5 separate regions of the Mus musculus genome follow, and all the other regions are linked to region 2. The links are chromatin contacts, called in public Hi-C and HiChIP or PLAC-seq maps. All regions are on one chromosome and are shown on one strand. Each heading gives the region's core, a stretch centred on a gene start, on an enhancer-like site or on the middle of the called end of the contact. The rest is flanking DNA. Distances are from core to core; before and after follow the strand shown.

What was found. HiChIP or PLAC-seq counts read pairs in DNA pulled down with a chosen protein or histone mark. Hi-C and Micro-C count contacts between places; a contact is called where the count stands out from the background.
Region 1: a BATF HiChIP or PLAC-seq map of CD8 T cells shows a contact between it and region 2, with 5 read pairs. The contact joins two enhancer-like sites. A contact is called at or near these places in 1 of 15 datasets of contacts at CTCF or cohesin (the NIH/3T3 cell line), 4 of 484 Hi-C or Micro-C datasets (the G1E-ER4 cell line, Th1 cells, Th2 cells and 1 more) and 4 of 115 datasets of contacts at active chromatin or transcription factors (CD8 T cells, embryonic stem cells, large pre-B cells and 1 more).
Region 3: a contact with region 2 is called in a RAD21 HiChIP or PLAC-seq map of pro-B cells, with 13 times the contacts expected there. The contact joins two enhancer-like sites. A contact is called at or near these places in 3 of 15 datasets of contacts at CTCF or cohesin (the G1E-ER4 cell line, large pre-B cells and pro-B cells), 8 of 484 Hi-C or Micro-C datasets (the G1E-ER4 cell line, cerebellum, embryonic fibroblasts and 2 more), 9 of 115 datasets of contacts at active chromatin or transcription factors (CD8 T cells, T-cell acute lymphoblastic leukemia, acute myeloid leukemia and 6 more) and 1 of 9 other capture datasets (embryonic stem cells).
Region 4: a Hi-C map of the G1E-ER4 cell line shows a contact between it and region 2, with 6 times the contacts expected there. The contact joins two enhancer-like sites. A contact is called at or near these places in 9 of 484 Hi-C or Micro-C datasets (the G1E-ER4 cell line, the N1E-115 cell line, bone marrow-derived macrophages and 3 more) and 5 of 115 datasets of contacts at active chromatin or transcription factors (acute myeloid leukemia, embryonic stem cells, large pre-B cells and 2 more).
Region 5: a contact with region 2 is called in a Hi-C map of Th1 cells, with 4 times the contacts expected there. The contact joins two enhancer-like sites. A contact is called at or near these places in 3 of 484 Hi-C or Micro-C datasets (the N1E-115 cell line, Th1 cells and bone marrow-derived macrophages) and 4 of 115 datasets of contacts at active chromatin or transcription factors (T-cell acute lymphoblastic leukemia, acute myeloid leukemia, embryonic stem cells and 1 more).

The regions. Positions count from the first base shown.
Region 1 is chr15:62,189,220-62,191,984 of GRCm38.p6, reverse strand. The region is part of intron 2 of Pvt1 (Pvt1 oncogene); the gene reads right to left. Among named protein-coding and RNA genes, the nearest start is that of Pvt1, 150 kb to the right of the region's middle. Within about 2 kb of position 1,509, at least 53 of the 459 cell types and tissues checked have an H3K27ac peak or open chromatin away from gene starts, as enhancers often do. A contact at or near this core is called in CD8 T cells, the G1E-ER4 cell line, Th1 cells and 1 more, where this site is marked.
Region 2 is chr15:63,656,760-63,659,650 of GRCm38.p6, reverse strand. No RefSeq gene overlaps it. Among named protein-coding and RNA genes, the nearest start is that of 4930449C09Rik, 60 kb to the left of the region's middle. Within about 2 kb of position 1,455, at least 58 of the 459 cell types and tissues checked have an H3K27ac peak or open chromatin away from gene starts, as enhancers often do. A contact at or near this core is called in CD8 T cells, the G1E-ER4 cell line, Th1 cells and 3 more, where this site is marked.
Region 3 is chr15:62,168,075-62,170,884 of GRCm38.p6, reverse strand. The region is part of intron 1 of Pvt1 (Pvt1 oncogene); the gene reads right to left. Among named protein-coding and RNA genes, the nearest start is that of Pvt1, 130 kb to the right of the region's middle. Within about 2 kb of position 1,399, at least 65 of the 459 cell types and tissues checked have an H3K27ac peak or open chromatin away from gene starts, as enhancers often do. A contact at or near this core is called in CD8 T cells, memory CD8 T cells and pro-B cells, where this site is marked.
Region 4 is chr15:62,221,596-62,224,295 of GRCm38.p6, reverse strand. The region is part of intron 2 of Pvt1 (Pvt1 oncogene); the gene reads right to left. Among named protein-coding and RNA genes, the nearest start is that of Pvt1, 180 kb to the right of the region's middle. Within about 2 kb of position 1,430, at least 62 of the 459 cell types and tissues checked have an H3K27ac peak or open chromatin away from gene starts, as enhancers often do. A contact at or near this core is called in the G1E-ER4 cell line, where this site is marked.
Region 5 is chr15:62,455,909-62,458,608 of GRCm38.p6, reverse strand. No RefSeq gene overlaps it. Among named protein-coding and RNA genes, the nearest start is that of Gm41333, 210 kb to the left of the region's middle. Within about 2 kb of position 1,313, at least 34 of the 459 cell types and tissues checked have an H3K27ac peak or open chromatin away from gene starts, as enhancers often do. A contact at or near this core is called in Th1 cells, where this site is marked.

The DNA.
Region 1 (2,765 bases), core at 260-2,759, 1.5 Mb after region 2:
ATCTACTCACTAGCTACACCCTGTCTGGGCTATTATGTAAAAAAAGAGGCTATTTTAAGTTAAATATTAAGGTTTGCTTGTTATAGCATCTACAGTCATTCTAACTAAACACTCCACTCTTCCCTTTCTTCATTGGATTTGAAGACTGAAACTCACATGGTCAATTAATTATAACAAGGGAATGTTGCTGGAAATGTATTGATGGCTATCAGATTCTTAGACAGTTTTCAGAGTCTATGATCTTTCCAGAAGGCCCAACTGCTGGCATGCCAAGAGCTCAAGTGCTCAAAATCCAGAAAGAACATTCAGGGCAAAATACCCTGAGAAGAACAAAGCATTCAAATAGCAGCTGTACTGCCCAGGTTCCTGTCTCTCTTGGTCATCTCTGTCTTTCTAGAACTATATTTTCAGTGGTCATAGAAATCTCTAAACATTCTCAAAGCTTTCTTATTGCATTGAGTATTAAAGAAAAATGGATCCTTTTTTCAGTTTGCGGTGTATGTGTTCATGTGTGTGTATGACATGTGCTCCTGTGTTTGGGGAGGCCCCAGGTTACTATCGGGTGGTTTCTCAATTTCTTTCTGTCTTACTTATTACGATAGAGTCTCTCATTGAATCTAGAGTTCATTGGTTTGATTAAACTGGCTGGCCAGCAAGCCTTTAAGAGTTCCACCTCCCAGCCCTTAGTTGCTTACACAGTAAAGCAAGCGTTTTACTAATGGAGCCACTACCCAACCCCCTCATTCCTGTAAAATGGCTGAAAAGGCCAACCCCACCTCATTTGTGTTGTCTGTTCAGTCATTATCAGCGCCACCCACAACCAGCCATAGCTGGGCTGCTTCAGAGAAGCTAAAGAACTTATCAGAAATAACTGCTTGATTTGACATTAAGGGCAGAGTTGCAGAGAGGGACACTTCAGAAAACACTTCCCCACTTCAAATTAGTCATCTTCTAGCACTAATGAGAGTCTGAGGATATCACAAAATAATGAACTTCTTGGGCAATTCTAAATCAGGTGGAGGGGGGTCAGTATTCAGCACCAATCAGAAAGATTCTAAAATGTGAACTTGATAAAGAACATTTTTCTTCTTCTAAATAGAGTCTCACCATGTAGCCCTGGCTGTCCTAGAATTCTCTCTTTAGACCAGACTGGCCTCAAGCTCAGAGCTCTGAGTGCCTCTGCCTCCCAAGTGCTGGGATTACAGGTGTGTACCACGTGTCTGGCTCTTGTTCAAGAGCTTTAATATGTTGCTTAAAGAAGACAACCTCCTAGAGAAAACCTAGTCACATTCTGTATATGAAGCCTGTTGGTTTAGATGGTAGTACACTCAGCCTTGGGAGGCATGGGTGGAAAAGATAGCGCTTTTCACCTTACGAATACAATGTAATATTGCTTTCAGGCCCAGATGCTTTCCTGAAGGTTTCAGGACCAGCTGGCTCTCCACTGATCATCGCCTCCACATTTCCCAGAAGTCTGAAAGGGTAAACAGGGCTGCTCATTGGAAGGACTCTAGTGTTTAACAGAGTCTCAGGATGTATTCATTTACTGAATGGAGTCAAATGAGTGAATGAGTCATACCAGTAAAACAGAATGGGGGGAAAAAAAAGCAAGCAAGAAAGAAAGAAATCCTAACTCCAAGGCAACGCACTTGAATGCTTAGGTGCATAGGTAATTATGGAAACCTCAGTATGTGCCAGCAATGTGTAAGCCAGGGATAATGTTAAGAACAATCTTGTACTTAAAGGGCAATGATTATCTGCATTTCGTAACAAAGCAGGGTAGAAAGGGGGACAAAGAAGTGGTCTATCTCTCTTTTGAGCACGTTTCTAGAGTCAGCATGGCAGACAAAACCCTCTCAGAGCTGGACCTTGTTTCTACTTTGGACATGAGAGCCAGTGAGCTAATGAAAGGCAGTGTGGCTGTAGCCCGGCTTCCCTCACACCTCTCTGGCCTAGGTGCAGTGCGTGGCTCAGAACAGTCCATGGTAATACCTTGTAAAACCACAGGTGGAAGGCAAGGCGCCTGGCCCAGAGGAAACCCAGTAGTACTTTCTGAAAGGTAACCACTGACTCTCTAAATGTCAGAGGAGGCCCACTTGCACGTTAATTAAGAAGAGCCATCAATGGTTCTGGAAACTAGCCATCAAAGCCACCTGTGACTCTATTCTTGAGTAGAGAAGGTAACCAGCGACCAAGGCGACCTTTATCAGATGACTCACCACGCAAGTGCCGGGGATGTTGTCAACTTCAGTTTGTAAAACAGAAACCGAATGAACAAACCCGCTGCCGCCTTGCAGTCCTATCTGGCTACAAGTCTTGGGAGGGATACAGTGCAGACCAGCCCGGCATTAACTGAGAAGAGATGCAATTTGAACAGCCCTCCTGGTTCATATCATAGAGAGTTGATATGTGGCGATACATTGGAGGAACAGCGTCCTAACAATGGACTCCAATGGCCACGGGGATAATTCTTGTATCATTAAAATTTGTTTGGGTGTGTAGACAAACATTTGTAATCCAGACACTTGGGGAAAAGGATTGAGAGTTCGAGGTCAGCACTACCCTGTCTGCGGGGTAAAAATAATCAACTCAAGTCCCTGCCATGGATACACCAATTTGAGCCAGGACATACAAGGCATACAGTAGTCACAAACTGGGAAGCTGGGTCAACAGTAAGTCCAATGACATCTCCCCTGCTTCCACGTGTGCTTAGAACATTAGCTTAGTGGAACTACAGTCTCTTTTTGAATTCCTGTCAATCTATC
Region 2 (2,891 bases), core at 206-2,705:
GCTGCAGACAGAAACGGGGGGGTGTCTGAGGGTATGAACTGTCAGGGCTGAGTGAGCTGGAGCAGCTGTAGGCTTCAATGGCTGGTACCTTGGGAGGTAGGCAGGAGGCAGATAGGAGGCAGCTGAGATTTACAGCATGTCCTGTGGTTTCAGGTGGTTGCTTGGGGTTGGGCTTTGGGATGGGCAAGATGGAGTAAATAGTCATGAACTCCAGGGGGCAGGGTGGTCAATGATGCTGATGCTTTGGCCGAAGGAATTTGATTGGTGGGACTCAAGCTCCCAAGAACCCAGCATGGTGTCTGCTTCCCACAGGGTTCTGGGTGGATTCACACAGCCTACTTGGGTATGGGGAACTCGGAGTTAGATCTTTGTCCACTGGAATCTCATTGCCAAATGCTTTAGGTGTCTCCGATCCCAGTGTGGCCCACATTCTTTGCTTCCGAGTAACTACAGAGCTCATTTGGACTATGTTAGGCCTTTTGGTGGGTTGGATGCTTACAGTAGAAGCAGCCTTATCCACTTTGCCTGGTGAATTTGCCTTTCTAAACCTAGCTCAGCTGCCGTCTACTCCAGAAGGTTCAAATTCCCAGTTCCCTGCTCTCCAGGCAACTTTGAAGACTCCTTTGCAGACTCATGCTTTGCAATCAGTAAATAATCTCTGTCCATCGTTTCTCTACTCCCACCCTAGGCACTGAGCTCTGTATACCCAGCACTGAGAAAACTCACAATCCAGGAAGAAACACAGAGGGACTTTTAAGAAGAGGAACAGTTTTGAGCAGAGGGGTTAAAATAATAGACCGGGAACATGGCTGGCGCCAGCCTTTTTAGCTTTCTTGATATATTTACCCCCTTTCTAGAAGCAACTACCTAATAACTCATTGTCCACAATAAGATAGCAATATGACAAGGCCAGCCCTATCTGATTGCTAGAAAATTTCAATTTCTGAGCGAATCGCCTCTGTATTCTCACACTACATACAGGCTAAACCAAACACTTACTTCCTCATTAATCTCTCTATCAGGGGGCTATGTCTCCTCCTTCACTTCACCTCACTCTCCTGGATCCCATCACCTGTTTTGGGTGTGAAAACCGTGATGTTTGGCGCGGGGCCTAAACTCTCGGTTAACCTCGTGTCAAATCACATGGTTTCAGACAACCCAGAGGTCGTTTGAAATTACAGTTGGAATGCATGGAAAATGAGTGACAGGAACAACTGAGAACCCTCCCCCCACAGTCTTCAACTACTCCCCACCCCTGCCCCCCTTTAAAAGCCGCTGCCGCCTCCTCAGAACAAAATTGGCTAGCTAGATATTCAGAAACCTGAGCTTTGCACAAGAGTGAGGTGTTGATTTGGACCATTCGGGGATGACAGCTGCTCTAAAGGAGTGGGGTGGGCCTGGAGGCCCCCAAGGCGATTTCTACAGTCTCCAGAGAGCTGCTGTTGGAGGGTCCTTGGGGGCTTACCCCCTTCTGTTTTGCACAATCTATCTTTAGAGAACTGCAAGTTCATTTCTCAGAAGGGCCTCAGGGCTGCGATGACTTCTAAACGGACAAACCACTTCCTGCAATCTTTAACTGAATTGAGGCTGGGGTGGGGGTGGGCTCGGGTGTGACCATTGGAGGGCGGCCTCCATTCACACTTGTCCAACCCTCTTGTCTTTCCACAAACCACTTCTGGCTAGGTCCCAAGAGAGATGGAGCCAAAAGTGGTCCTTGGAGTGGACCACATGTGAGGTCACAGGTTATTCAAGCTTATGTCCAGGGGTTAACTATCCAGAGGGACCGGAGAAGGGGCAGGGCCCTGACAGGAAAGCCTCATGCCACCTAGATACTCTAGATGCAATGAAAGGCAACATGGGCTAGTCGTCTTCTGCTCCTGTGGACACCTCCTTCTTGCAGCATGGTGTCAGGAAGCCGTTTCAGGAATTAGCACAAAGCCATGGCTTTCCATCTCCTTGTGGAATGGATACCAGGTATCATGATGAAGAGTCCCCAGAGGAACCTTATGAAGTTGACTCTGCCGAAAGACAGAGGCTAACTGGGCTTACTCAGATCTTGTTTCTAACACTTTGTCACTTCAAGAATGTGGTGGCTGGGTGTCATGTCTCTGGGCCCCAATAACTGATTGACATCAGTCACCATCCTAGAAGTTAGATACGGAGGCTTTAAAAGATGATGGTCCTGTGAGTCCCATTGCAGGGCTGGGCTGGATCAGATGCCAGGTCTTAGTGCTGCACCTGCCCTATCTAGGTCAGTGGTAGTAGTACTACCCCCACTAGAGCTGACCACCAAACAAGATGTTTTTGCCTTTCACCTATGTGGCTCTATCTCACACGGTTCTGGCTGCCTGTTCCTCCAGGATATGCAGTTAAATGTGAGGAACAACAATATGAACTAACCAGTACCCCCGGAGCTCTTGTCTCTAGCTGCATACGTAGCAGAAGATGGCCTAGTCGGCCATCATTGGGAAGAGAGACCCCTTGGTCTTGCAAAATTTATATGCCCCAGCACAGGGGCCAAGAAGTGGGAGTGGGTGGGTAAGGGAGTGGGAGGAAGGGTATGGGGGACTTTTGGGATAGCATATGAAATGTAAATGAAGAAAATACCTAATTAAAAAGATTTGGAAATGATAAAAAAAGGAAAAAATAATCACATGTATAATATAACAAACACATCTGTCTTGATGCTGCATGGGACATGCTTTTGCTGTGAAATTATTTTGGCTTATTTTAGATTCAAGGGATGGTAAGATGGGTCAGTAGGTAAGGACCCTTGGTGCCAAGACTGATGACCAGAGTTCTAAACCCAAAGAAATTCAAGTTCAACCAAGAAACCTCTCCCCGAGAAGATACTTCATATCTTGTACTCCGTGGAAACAGGACTGGACTGG
Region 3 (2,810 bases), core at 150-2,649, 1.5 Mb after region 2:
ACAAAACACCAAAGAAATGAACACATTACTGTGTGAGCCAGCACTGAGCACGAAGCAGTAATCAGTCCCACGCAGCATCATGTTTCTTCCCTGGCACACAGCAGTCACTCATTCCTTGCACATATTCCTGTTTTCAGAAGATAGATGGGCTAAATCTTACAGAGCTGTCCAACCTTTTGCTATTGCGATATGATAGTGTCATCTATGAAAGTAGTGAACTGCATTAACAGCTATCGTAAGACTCAAGTGGCCTATTGGCCACAGGTTAGACACACCTGGTTCCAAATGGCTAAACTAGTATCCTGGGTAACACCTAAGGGTGTCAAAGATTTGATCACTAATTGGTGAGGTCATATATCCTTGACTCCCCAGCACAGCTAAAAAAAAAAAAAAAAAGCCATCGAGGAAAAACACCCTCAAGAAATGCAACTCAGGCAGTGTGTGAAGCCTTTCCTCTGCACAGCGGTGACCTAAAGAGAATGGCAGGGACTGCTATCAGTCCCAGTTAGGGCTTAAGAAGCCAAGGCTCAGAAGAGCCATGAACAGAACATTGGGGCTCCACAGAGGAGAAGCTCGGAGGGGTAGGGGAAGGTATAGCTTCTACAAACTGGGAACTGGAAGACGGGATGCTCTCAGGTCAGTGAGGGCCACTATGATTCTATGGAGAAAGGCTATTTGTCCCAAGAACTCTGGTTTCTAAGCCAAGCTCCCTGAGCAGTAGGCACACATGGGGTCAGGGTAACATCATGTGCGAAGAATGGAGCAGATAACAGGTGTAAACATGGTCACTGGTGAAACTGAGGATTCGGTGAAGTGTGGGAGGAAGAAGGGTCCTAGAAGGTCGATGGTGCCGGTAGATTTCCCTGAACCATGAGAAGCCCGTCATCTCACTGTTGTCCACCTCAAACTTTCCTTTTCATACCTACCCTTGCATTCACCTTTCTTTTATAAGAACCTTCCTACCATAGGGGTGTCAAGTGATGAAGTCACCACCCAAAGTAGTTTCATTTCTCCAACCTCAAAACCCTCCTTTCCTGCCGCACACTCACAGCTTGTCACCCAGAACATCAAAGCCATTGCTTTCCGGAAAGCTTCTCTGATCACCTGGGTGACTTGTGGAGATAAAAACAACCTACCCCACACTAGAGATCATCTACTTCCTGCTATGTCTTGGTCAAGGCAAGAGCTGGAAAATGGGGCCAGAGTGTACCAACAAACACTTCCCAAAGAGTTGTAAGGTCCCAACCCAAAAGCACTTTCTACCAAGGGCTCTTGCCAAGGCAGACAGTTGTACCAAGCTATCTCTGTCTTTTTCAAATAGAAACTATAATGGTCTCATGTTCACTCTGTAGAGTCTCTACTTACTGAACTGTAATGACAGCTCATTTGCATACAGGAAAAGTAAGTCAAGCAGTTACACACACTCTGGGCTGTAGTTTTTGGTGACTCACAGAAGAAAGCGTATAGATTATTTCCATTCGGCTCCATCCTCCAATTACTTAAGTGATGGAAAGTCACAGAGCCAATGGGACCCCTGGGGAAGTTCCAAGCTACTGGGAATTCAAACAGTTAATGTAAGTTTAGCAGGGAGTTTCCCGTGGTGCACAGGTGCACCATCAGGTGGGCCGTGATGGAGAGTCCCACCCCTGAGACACCTCGCACCTCATCTCAAGAAATGATCTTCTAGAAAGACAAGGAAATACCGAGTCCCAGGGCCCATGATCCAGGAAGTCACATCTCCAGGTCTACTCTTCCAGGAAGCCAGTGTTGAACCTACCTCATATTATAAACTTCCTATTTGTAGCCATGGTGCACGACTCGTATAAGGAGCTCAGTAGTAGAACATTGTCCAAATAGTAACCACTTGCTGAATGAATAGTGCTTGGGTGAAAACATTCCCTAAATACTGATTGCTTATTTTGTGCTAGGTACCATGCATCCATCATTAAAAACAGTTGCTTGGTACAACCAACTGACACTCAGCTGCCAGCTTCTTTGGAGACAACTTTAGCTGAACAGGGTCAGACTCAAGTATCCTTCCAGGCAAAGCTACATTGTCACTGATCAACCGTCATGCCACCACAATTCAGGACAGTTCTCAAAGAGCATTCTAGTGTGGTCTATGCAGAGCTCTCTCTGAGGCTATGCTATGCTCAGACACCTTCACAGCTTGATGGCTCCTTCCAATCCTGATTCCTTCCATGCGTTTCACAATTGTTGATCCCAATGTACTCCAGAGTAAGCATCCTGCTTATTAACCTACACACTGATACCTGCCTCAGAGAAAAATTCAGCATGTAAGATGCAGGATCTCATGACCCATCTGTGGTGGCCCAGGCCTGTAACCCCAGCATTCAGGCAACTGAGATATGACGATTAGTAATTCAGGCTAGCCTGGGTTAGATGGAAAGTTACAGGCCAACGAGGGTAGTTTTTTATTTGTTTTTGTTTTGTTTTGTTTGTTTTTTTACTTTGTTTATTTGGGTTTTTGTTTTGTTTTGTTTTTAATGATGGATTCTCAAGGCTCTGTGTTATCACATAAAAGCTCTAGTAAGGCAGGTAACATCCCTATAGATGAGGAAACAATGCATCGACAAGAGTATGGGATTCAAGGCTCACAACTATGACTAATGAGCAGGAGCTATGAAAAAGGTTCAGATCTTCATGTTTGTTGCAGTGTGTGCCTAAGTCCTAGGCCATTAGAGTCATACATGGTCTATCTTTGTTCCCCCAGCACACTATTCATGAAATAGCATAAGCAAAACGTTCCTCATGTGATTAGATGATGATTGGATGGACAGAATGTAATG
Region 4 (2,700 bases), core at 181-2,680, 1.4 Mb after region 2:
AATCAGGAAGGAAAGAAGCCTGATCGTGGGCCTTTTATACAAGTCACATTCCCAAAGCATGGAGTCAACCAGGTCCATGATGGTACCCCATCTGCAGTGAGCTTTTCCTCAGAACAGGTCTCGGGGTCTGCATAAACTCTTTTCCTTCAGAAAGCCATGGCCTTGAAATTGAGACCCTCAAAACTAGTCATGGGAGAGATAGAAAGATCTGACATCACTTCATCCTGCTATAGACAAAGAAACTGAGGCTTTAAGGGGACCACTTGGCAAGTAACACAGGGATGGCACGTTCTGTGTAGACCTTCTGTGTAGATACTGTCTGAATTAGGAAAGTACCAGCAGTGTGTCAGAGGGAGAACAAACTCCAGGTCTGTCCTCCCGATAGAAGCTGAGCATTTCACAGTTCAGTCACCCTGTGGATGCATCCATACAACTCAACTTCCAGGACAGAGCACAAGGCACAGAGCCTCTAGGAAGCTGACTTGGGAGGAGCATAGAAGCGTTCCAACAGCTTGGTTTTAGTAGGAACAGAGATACCCTACCCTACAGAGCCATTGCATAGAAAGCCAGGCTTTGTCCATGCAGCAGGGGATTGCCTGTGCTCCTAGAAAGGGGAGCCTGACACAGGCTGGGGCTCCGCCTCCACCCAATGTTGGCCTGCACCATTATGAGGTTCCCCTCTTCCTTTCTCACTCCCCTCTGCCTAGTCGCTATCAGAGCATCCACATGCAAAAATCTCTAAAGGACCCACTTCTGACAAGGCAAGCCTAGCAGGCCTGGTTGTCATAAGAGATGAAGGCCAGCTGATGCCTGCAACAGCATCAGCTGTCCACTCCTAGGCATCAAGCCCTTCCCACCACCCACCGTGCCAGCCCAGGACATAGAGGTCTGGCAGCCATTGAAAAGAAAAGCTCCTATCTCTGACTCCTCAGCCTCTGATAAGAAATGTCATCCCTTGCTGGGTAATATTACTCTGCTAGATAAGGATCTCTATCTCCTCCAACATATGGCTCACTACAGAACACAGGGTCTGCTGGAGCAGGATAATTTATGCGCTTAAGCTGCAAACCCTGGGCAGTTTGAGAAGTGCATCGAACAGAACAAGAGTCAAATTATAACCTCTTCTGACCTGGCCTTGGGATTCCTCCCTGAGAAATGACAGCAACCTCCTCTACTCTACACACAATAAGCACTTTCACCCTCCTGCTGTCTCTAAAGGGCATTTGCACCAGCGTTATCAAGGCTCATCCTCACCAGGACCTCCAAAGCCGCACTTAAGTCTTCTTTTGCAGATCAGGAAATTGAGATTCAACAAGGGTGAGTAACACAGCCAAGGTCACCCAGGCAGCCGTACCCAGAGCACAGACTCAAACCCCAACAGATCTGACTCACCAGCACACTGTCAGATGGGGAGGCTGATCCAAGCCTCTGGGTTGTCTCTGCTCCAACAACTAAATCAATTAAGTCAGATCTGCCCAGGCTTAACTGGCAATGTCAGCTCCACACTGTAATCTCAAAGGTCCATTTCGATCATTCACCGCTCCTGATTTCTCTGAAGCCTGGGAAGGATGAGGAAGCCTTGTTGAGTCAAGATACTCAAGGAGAGGAAGGGGGCAGGGATGGGACCAGAAGAGGGAGAGAGGAGAGTGGGACTTAGATACTGGCTTCATGCACTCAAGGAGTAGAAGGTAGAAAGAAATTGCGGGAAAATTCTCTCTTCTCTATTGATTCATTCATTCGTTCATTCATTTGTTCATTCATTCGTATCCCTGGACAATCCATTACATGTCCATTCTGGCTTGGCCCTGGTAATCTCACTGTATCTGTAAGCAGTGCTAGACTAGACTTCATGAAAGACTGACAGGTCAGCGAAGAGACAGAGATAACAGAACATGACAGGGGTACCGTGTCTGCAGTAGATTGAATGGCTGATGTGGGGGACCGTGGCTGTGTGTTAAGGAGGAGATGGAAGTGAACCTCACACTCTGCTATTTTATACCCTCCTTTAAAAAAGCCAAGTCATCATGGCTAAGATTGGTGCTATTCTTTAGAGTGATTATTTCAACCATGTTCTGCATTGCCTCCAAGATCCATTAGTAACTACAATTGAACAATTTTAATTGACAAATAAAAATTACACATATTTATGGTATATATAATTGGTATATGGTATATATAATATGGCATATTTTATATATATATGCACATTGTAGAAGTCTAAATTCAACTAATTAATATGTGCATAAGTCATATACTTTTCTTTCCAGCTGACTCTTTTAAATAGCTATATAGCATTTCATTTTATAAAGATGTCCCAATTCAATAACCACAGCTAATAAAACTGAAGAGAGAAGTTACCCAGCCCTTCGCTAGGCAATCTCTAGGAGCTACTTCAGCTCCTTAGGGTGGCCGTACCTAAGACATCTTTCAGATATCCTTCAGATACATGAAGGATACAAGATGCGGTTAATTAATAACAGACTCAAAACCATCCTGAGTTATCACATTTGTAGAATCTCTCTTTGGTCCACTTGAAAGTGAGGAAAGTAAGAAAGGAGAAATAAATTTAGTGTTGTGGGTGGGCCACTTATGGAAAAAAGGACTAAGATGGGTCAGGGTGGATGGCTGGTTCTAATTTCAGTCTCTTTTACTACTGTCATGTGACCTTGATGTCATTGGGGACCTCAGCTTATCCCACGG
Region 5 (2,700 bases), core at 64-2,563, 1.2 Mb after region 2:
ATACACACATACACACAACTACTACAGTGTTTTTGGGAATTCTGCCAAATCATGAAGGGAAAATGTGGGCTAATCACCCCAGCCTTCACATGGATGTTGGACTAAAAAGAAAGAAAGGGTGGTTGAGCATTTCAAAGAACCAATCCATGCCCTATGTTTGAGGTGTGGTAGGGAGGAAGCTTAACTCAGCAGAGGGCACAAGGGAGGCAACTGGCTCTCCAAGTGTGCTTCTGACAAGTGATGGGGCACCACCAGGCCCTTGCTAGGAAGGCACATGCTCAGAGCTCACTAAGAATTCTAGAGTAGTAAGTTCTGGAGGGGTGAGGCTGGAAGGGGGTGTGTGGGGGTGGAGTAGAGGTTGTAGTTCAGAAATCTGGGTTCACAAGTCTCTCGGTGGAGGAAGAGGTGCTTGCACAGCTGCAGCTTGGAAACCACCATTGATACTCAAGAAGTGAGTAGTGAATTTCCCCAGCTGGAGCTGGTTTAGAACGGTTTAAGACTAGAGGAAGTGACCTCTGCACCCAATCTTCAAAGGAGAGTTCTACAAAAATGACAAGAGACACAGGCAGGAACATTCCAGGAATTCCAGGTGTTTGTGTACTTGAATCACAACACAATGCCTCCAAACCTCCCATTTTCTCACTGGATGTAGAATTAAATCCAAGGAAATTATGTAGGGACATAGGTATCAGGGGTATTAACTGCTTCTCCATTTTCTTCCCCACCTCCCTGTCTTTTGACAGTACTGGGAGCTGAACCCAGTACTGAGAAGGGAACTAGGAGCTAACCTGTATGCTGGGCAAGCACTGCCACTGAGCTACAGTCTTGCTTATTTGCTCTTTTTTTTTCTTTTCAAGCAATTTTAATGCCCTTCAGCTAACTCCTTGAATGAACCAGAGGTTCATATGCCTAAGGATTATCCCTTGGTTTAGAAAGAGGGAGGTATGGGAAAATGATTAATGGAGCATGGTGCTCTCAATAGAACGAGGCGGGTGCGACACCATGCCACACTTTGAGTAACAAAATGCCACCAAATATGTACACATTGAATCCCATAGACAGACACAATAAATGTGCAACAGCAGGTTGATTCTCAGGGGCAGAATTCAGGGGTTGAGGATAGGACTGGGATAGAGACCTTTTACTCATAGTAGTTTACTTTTGTACAATGTGCATTGCATTCATAATGCAAAGAAACAGACACAGGATCCTCACAGCACATGAAAAGATAGCAAGCCTCCCTCCTCACAGGTTCAACCTCCTGGAGGTACTATCAGGATGGGGGAGGAGACAGGGGGAGGAGACAGGGGGAGGTGCATGCCTCTGTCATTACCATTTTTGGTACTTTTTTTTTCTAACAGGATGTGTTGTGTGGGTCAAAGCCCAGAGCCAGAAGTGAGAAAAGCTGCTCTTTAGAGTACAGCCCCGAGTTCCTGGAATTTAGAAATTGGTCACTGAAGAGCAATAGCAAGAGGAAGGTCAAGTTTAGGTACAAATGGAGGTGGGCCCTTAGGAAGCACTGTGGTGGTAAGGGGACTCACTGTGACCCCATTCATTAAAAGAACAATTGGTGGTTTCAGACACCTGAGCAAGAGGAGAAGGAAAGCTAGACAGAAGAAATACTGGCCCACATCTCCGTCCAAAAAAGGTAAAAATATATAGTTACAAAGAAAGCAGCTTCTATGAAAAGTCCTCTCTCAGCAGCTTTGAGCAACCTCAGTAAAGACTTTCTCCCCATTTCTTTTCTGCTTCAACTTCCCCAAGGCCTGGGACAAAAAGAACCCTATACTTACTAGGTTTTAATTAGATGCCAGTGTCTGTTTATTAACCCCTTTTATGGCTCTCAGTTCTTTACAAAATCCTGGTTGGGAAAAGAGACTGTTCAAAAAGGTGGTAACTAAGGCCCCAAAGAACAGAGCAACTTGGTGTGAAGTTGTGATGGTAATGTCAGGATTTGAATCTTCTTCCCCCCAGACTCCCAAATCTCTTCTGTACTGAATTTGCACTATGCTCAGCAATGAGAAAGACAGAGCTCTGTCTTGGATCCAGCATTTGTGCGAGCCACAGCTCTGAGCCCAAACCTCTGAATCTGAAATCCACAATTGAAGGCAGGAGAATTGTGTGTGTGTGTGTGTGTGTGTGTGTGTGTGTGTGTGTGTGTGTGTGTGATTTCTAAGAAGACAAAAAGAAAAAAAAAAGTCACCAAGGAAGTCCTGTTGAAGACACAGTAAGGAATACCAGGATGTATCTGCTTGGATAACCACAGTTTGTATTTGCTTCTGTAAAAATACTGGTTTATCAACTCCTTGTACTTGATGGCAATCTCCAGCCCATCCATCACAGAAGCTTTCTGTTTGAACATTGCCCAATAGCCAGGCCCACACAGCTCCCTGCTCCCAGCATACTGTGAAAATAAAAGCTTATTTGAAAGGGATATGACCTTCTCTGGGATTTCACAAAAAGCTTACTAATGGCTTTAAGGTGAAAGGCACCTTAACTCAAATAAGAAATAGCGTCTGTGGGATTGCTTTGTTGAATCATTCAGTGTGCTTACAATATAGAGATGACTTACAGCCAGCAAAGGGGACCAACATATGTGAGTGTAATACTGATAGTCCCATGCCTCAGCATGTATTGTGGCCAGAGAGAGGACAATGCTTGAGTCTTCTTTGGACTGGCTATGAAACTGGGGTCAGAGAA